2 separate regions of the Mus musculus genome follow, and region 1 is linked to region 2. Evidence: chromatin contacts called from public HiChIP or PLAC-seq data. All regions are on one chromosome and are shown on one strand. The core of a region is the stretch at or near the end of the contact, and the rest is flanking DNA. Distances in the headings are between cores, read along the strand shown. Region 1 holds the start of Echdc2 (enoyl Coenzyme A hydratase domain containing 2). Region 2 overlaps Scp2 (sterol carrier protein 2, liver).

Evidence for each region. HiChIP or PLAC-seq counts read pairs in DNA pulled down with a chosen protein or histone mark.
Region 1: an H3K27ac HiChIP or PLAC-seq map of trophoblast stem cells shows a contact between it and region 2, with 2.3 times the contacts expected there. The contact joins the promoter of Echdc2 here to the enhancer-like site in region 2. A contact is called at or near these places in 6 of 39 promoter capture datasets (cranial neural crest, embryonic stem cells, frontonasal cranial neural crest and 3 more), 2 of 484 Hi-C or Micro-C datasets (liver and nephron progenitors), 1 of 115 datasets of contacts at active chromatin or transcription factors (trophoblast stem cells) and 3 of 9 other capture datasets (adipose tissue, liver and pancreatic islet).

The regions. Positions count from the first base shown.
Region 1 is chr4:108,163,819-108,166,803 of GRCm38.p6, forward strand. It overlaps Echdc2 (enoyl Coenzyme A hydratase domain containing 2), which reads left to right and starts at 1,619. Exons shown (of 10, transcript NM_026728.4): 1 at 1,619-1,843. The coding sequence starts at 1,711.
Region 2 is chr4:108,051,349-108,054,263 of GRCm38.p6, forward strand. All of the region lies in intron 14 of Scp2 (sterol carrier protein 2, liver), which reads right to left. Among named protein-coding and RNA genes, the nearest start is that of Gm23354, 11 kb to the left of the region's middle. Within about 2 kb of position 1,538, at least 41 of the 459 cell types and tissues checked have an H3K27ac peak or open chromatin away from gene starts, as enhancers often do. A contact at or near this core is called in trophoblast stem cells, where this site is marked.

The DNA.
Region 1 (2,985 bases), core at 369-2,868, 110 kb after region 2:
ATTAACAAACTGCCTTTGCTTCTGTAAAGTCTGCTTAGCATTGTGGGAGAGGGGTGAAATGCCTTTTGTTACTATGTATCAGGAAGGAAGGATTTTCCCATGCAGCTCTGAGGTCCAGGGATCTTTGTAATGCATACTTTTCTGATGTCTGCCCTTAGAACCTCCCTAACCTCCACTTCTGCAAGGCACACATTGTTGGCACTAAGAACTGCCAGTCCTTCTGACTAGCACTAGAAACAAACTCATCGAATTTGAATGTGAATTGGGTCTAGAGCTTGTAACTCTTGCACGTACCCTTAATCGATATCCAGCTCCCACGTGATGGCTCACAAATGTCTGTAACTCCAGTTTCAGATGACACCTCTATGGCTCTGTGGGCTCCAGGCTAACTTGTGGTACACATGCACACATAGGCAAAGCACTCATGCACAAAAAATACAAATAATTTTTTTAGATTAAAAGACTTTAAAAAATTGAGTCAGGGTCTGATTAAATAACCCTGGCTGCCTTTAAGTCACAGCAATCTGCCTGTCTTTCCAGTTAAAAAAGCAAAGACTGTCTGCCCTCTCTCTGTCACTGGAAACCAGGCACACAAGTGGTACACAGGCAAACCCTTCACACAACATAAAGATAGACAAAGTCATCTTGTCTGATATTCACATAGCCATTCCTGGTCTGCAAGAATTCTCTCTCTCCTCTGACTCTGTCTCTGTCTCTCTCTGTCTGTCTCTCTCTCTGTCTCTGTCCTCTCTCTCTGTCTCTCTCTCTCTCTCTGTGTGTCTCTCTCTGTGTCTCTCTCTGCCTCTCTCTCTCTCTCTCTCTCTGACAGCGTCTCAGTGGAGCTCCCTGGCTGACCCAAAAATCAATATGTAGACTAGGCTAGCTTTGAACACAGAAATCTGCCCGAGATCTGGGATTAAAGTCATAGCACCCAGCTTCTTCTTCAGTTTGCTAAACGTGGGATTCTTGACAAACAGGGTTTTGGGTCTTTTTGTTTTTTGTTTTTCCTTTTAGCAGTTTGAAAATAGATTGTATAGTTTGCTGTGTTATTTCGTTTTGTCTGCCACAGGGTGGTCTTCAGATCACTGCGTAGCTACGAATGATCTCTGGCTGTTTGTGGTTCTGTTTGACGGAGACACTCTTCTCCCGCTGCTCCTACACATACGAAAATCAGTGGCTTGAGTTTTACTATTAGATGGCCTGACAAAGCACCCATATCTTGACTGTTCACCCCAGATGCTTGGTTGATTTACCCTGGATTGCCCTTCTTTCCTCTGCAAAGGAAGGCTAGGTGGCCGGTGGAGGACAGAAACTGGCAGTTCATAACTGTGAGCCAAAGTTCTTAGTTAAACTGGGAGGGGCCAGACGCGATCTTACAGCCTCTAGGACAGCAGACCTTGTCAGTGGGTGCAGACCACCCCACAGTGACTGATGAAATGACATGATCTGAGGGTACACGTGAAGAAAGTGCACACAACACATTCAGTTTTGGACACCACCTTCCTAGCCGTGCATTCGGATTAAATCTGCAGCATTCCCAGATTTCACGAAGGAGCTGAACTTGGGGTCTGCAGGCTCGCGGACCGCCGCACCTTTCTCTCCGCCCGTAGGTGGAGCCCTTGGCGAGGCCTCGCCCGCCCCGGAACTACGATTTTCCAGCTCTGCCGAGGAGGTCCCGTTCTCCGCGCCACCTTGCCGGCCTGCTCCCCGATGCTACGCGTACTGCCCCGCGCGCTGCGCCTCCCGTGCTCCTGGAGGTTCTCGGGGGCCCGGGACTGCGCCTCTCACGCGACGACCAGGACACCCGAAATCCAAGTGCAGGCTCTGACAGGTCCCAACCAAGGTAAAGTTGTGTGCTGAGACCCAACACATGGGAAGACTGAGGCGGGAGAGCAGGAGGATTGGATCTCAGGGCTCCCAGGGTAGAAGGGGAGCTCCCCAAACTCTCTAGAGGCCCGGGGAGGTGTGGAGCCGAGAGGAGAGCTGGGAGCAGGGCTGTGCGCCAGGAGATCAGGACAACAGTGCTAGCCAGGACTTTTCCCTCTAGAGCCTTGGCAATGATCGGGGACGGGGGTGGGGGGTGGGGGTGGCGGCGGAGCAAATCTGGCTGGACCTGAGGGGACAACCAGAGAGGGAGGGACGGTCCACAGGGTCCACGGACACACAGGGAAACTTCACAACCATCGGCGGCAGCAAGGTCTTTTATTGTACAAAAATACGCTGTGAAGCGTGGGTATGTTTGTTTGGACCTCAGGTGCGTTAGCTGGGTGCGGATCCTTCTCCAATGTAACCTCATCCCATCTCCGTTCCCATGTTGGATATTGTATTGTTCCTGTCTCTTCCTGTTCTTCTGTTTTATTTGTCTCCCCCTCCCCAAAAACAAAAACAAAAACAAAAACAAAAAACAAAACAGGGTTTCTCTGTGTAACAGCCCTGGCTGTCCTGGGGTTCACTCTGTAGACCAGGCTGGCCCTGAACTTCAGAGATTCACTTGCCTCTGCCTCCCAAGTACTGGGATTAGTGGTGTGTGTCACCACTGTCCCGCTTATTTACTTTTTTTTTTTTTTAAGAGTTATTTATTTATTTATTTATTTATTTTGAGACAGGGTTTCTCTGTGTAGCCCTGGCTGTCCTGGAACTCACTCTGTAGACCAGGCTGGCCTCGAACACAGAAATTCGCCTGCCTCTGACTCCCAAGTCCAAGTGCTAGGATTAAAGGCATACGCCACCACGACTGGCTTATTTATTTATTTCATGTATGTCGGTACACTGTCTCTTGTTTTCAGACCCACCAGAAGAGGGCATCGGATCCTATTACAGATGGTTGTGACCCACCATGTGGTTGCTGGGAAATGAACTCAGGACCTCTGGAAGAGCAGTCAGTGCTCTTAACCTCTGAGCCATCTCTCCAGCCCCTTATTTACTATTTTTATTACTGAATGTGAGTGGTTACATTTGCCACTGGGCACATTTTTTAAAAGGTCA
Region 2 (2,915 bases), core at 288-2,787:
TTCAAAAGCTGCATTTAGAGAGGACACCTTGGCTTTCCTTCCTATACCTCCTCAGTGTTGTACCTAATTTTTTGGTTTAAAAAAAAGAAAAGAAGAGAAAGCAAGCCACCTGGCCTCACCTGGCAAAGTCCCTCTTTGTTCCCATAAAGCAGTGGCTCACTGCTCCAGAATCCACACCAACTCCTCTCCCACTAAACCTAAGCGCAATTACAGCGAAACACTCCCGGAGGGCGCTCTCCCCTCCAGGACCTCCTGAATTACCTGTCAGTACCGCAACCCACATCAGCATCACACCTCTTCTCGGCACAGCCCCCAGGTCCCCTCAGTCATATGCTCCTGGCTCCCACCCTCAAGCACCCACTTTGGTCTCTGCCATCCAAGCTGTCACTCGGACCGTGATGACACCACCTCACTGCTCATGTTCTCTCTGCCCTGCTCACACGCTTTCCAGTTCATTGGGCCTATTGCAGCTTAGATGTGAAGTGTTGGCAGCTCCTGCGGAAAAGGCTTCAGTCCCAGCTGGTGGCACTGAGAGGTGGCAGGGCTCCCGGTGCTCTGGCGTAACCGAATTTTTCAAGGAAGAGTTTGAAGCTGAATGGGAGCTAGGGGCAGGGCCTGATTGGAGGAAGTCATTCACTGAAGGGTACAATGTGTTCCTGGTCCCCTCCGGGCTCTGGCTCCTGGCTGACACAGGTGAGCAGCTTTTCTCTCTCACACTGCCCCCACCTGATGTTTTTCCTCACCTCTCGACATGCCCAGATACAATGGAGCCAGCTGCTTCTGAAAACTGTGAGCCAGAACAAAACTTTGCTCTTTGCTTCATAGTCCTCCCAGCACTGAAAGCTGACTCATGCAGCCACAGGCATAGTTCATCCTCTAAAACACAGCTCGTCCTCTGTAAATCTGAGGCCAGCCTGGTCTACTGAGTGAAGTCCAGGACAGCCAGGGCTACACAGAGAAACACTTGAAATATATCAAATACCTTTCAAAGTTCTTATCATGACAATTTTTTTTTTTAGTTTATAAAGTAATTGCCTTATGTGTATGAGTGTTTGGGCTGCACATGTTTGTGCACATGTGCTTATTGTCTGCAGAGGTAAAAATAAGACTGTCTACTGCCTTGAAACTGGAGTTATGAACAGTTATGAGCTACCATCAAGGTATGGGGATTGAACCTGATCGATCCCTCTGCAAGAATTCTCTTAACCTCTGAGCCATCTCTCCGACCATCTAGCATGGCATATTAAACTATTTAGTAAGTTGATCCCAGCCCTTCATCTTTCTAAACTATACCAGGCCCTGCCTGGCAAGAGAAACCCACCAGCGCAATATGGCCACTGTAGCAGGTGCTAATTGTTCCTTCCTTTATGCCCTGTTCGTGTTTCTGAGGGCCAACATGTGTTAGGTGATGCTTGAAGCTCTGGGGCTGCAGCAGTGACCTAACAGATAAAAAGCTCTGCCTTCATAGAATGCATTCTCATAGGGGGTGGGGTGGTGTGGGGGAGGGGAGCAGCAAATAATGAGAGCGATAAGTGCTACAGAGAAGAGTCAGGCAGAAAGCAACAGCCAGCATGGTCAGGGAAGGGCTCGCCGAGGAGGAGACTTCTGGACGGAGATCAGGTGATGAAGCTATCTGGTGAAGACAATCCAAGGCAGACAGAGCAGACAGGTCTCCCAAATGAGAACGCCCCGTGCTGAAATGAGCAGGGAGGCCAAGCAAGTGAGCAAGTGAGGGAGAGCACGGCAGGGCAGGCTGGCCAGATCATACGTTTCTCCATAGAAACCCTGATTCTACTACTTGGGGAAGGAGGCAGGCTTTGAGCAGAGATGGATGCAGATCTGCCTGGTTTTAATCATCAGAATGCAGTGTGAAGAACTGAGGGACAAGGACAGGAGAGAGAGACCCAAAGCTCAGATCCACTGGGACATAGTAGAAACCAGGATTTAACGGTGAGTTAGATTATGGACTATGGAGTATGAGAAAAAGGAGCCAAGGATGACCTCAGAGCTTTTTGGACTGAGGAACTAAGAAAACAACTTCCTGAGAAGAGGGCAGATCACGGTAAAACATACTTTAAGGGGAGAGAGGGGCCCAGAGCTCTGTTTCACACATACCTCTAAGATATGTTACAGGTTGCCATGGTTTAATGCGTCCTCTAACACAACTGAAATCTAGTTTCTGGTATAGCCGTATTAAGTGGCAAAGCCTTTTAAAGGGGCTAAGGGCCACAAAGGCTTTGCCCTCAGCAATAGATTGATTCCATTTCCTCAGGCACAGGCTCCTGAGAAATGGAAGGGTTCAGCTCTTATCCTGCCCCCCTGTCTGGCCACTTCTCCTTCCCTCCACTGCCCCAGAACACAGTAACAAAGCTCTCACCCCAGATGCGGCCTCTGGTGGGGTCCTAGCCTCTGAGACTGGGAACCAACTAAACTTAGCATGTCTCTAATTTCCCCACTCTGCGATATTTTTGTTATAGAGGTAGAAAGACAGGTGTCCTCATATACGTGTCAGCTAAACAGCTATGCAGCCACTTGAGAATCCAGTGGTGGGCCCGTACAGAACACAAAAACCTGGGAGTCATCAGCAAACTGTTTTTAAGACTCGAGGATACATGAGATCCCCGGGGAGTGAAAGAACCAGAGCTAAGCCTTGCAACACCCCAATGCCTAGAACTGAGGAGATGAAGGACTTACCAAGACAAGCCCAAATGTGCAGCCAGTCAATAAAAAACCCTGCACATGCGATATGGAGGCTGGAATTAACCACTGCGTCTAGCGAAGTGGCAATTACTAAGGACCTCGGCAAGAACAAGTCTGGGAGAGATCAGAGAAAAGCTAGGGAATGAGTTCAAGGAAGGACTGGATGAGAGATCGGGGAGGTAGTGAACAGCCAGGTCTCCCAAGGTCATCAGCCA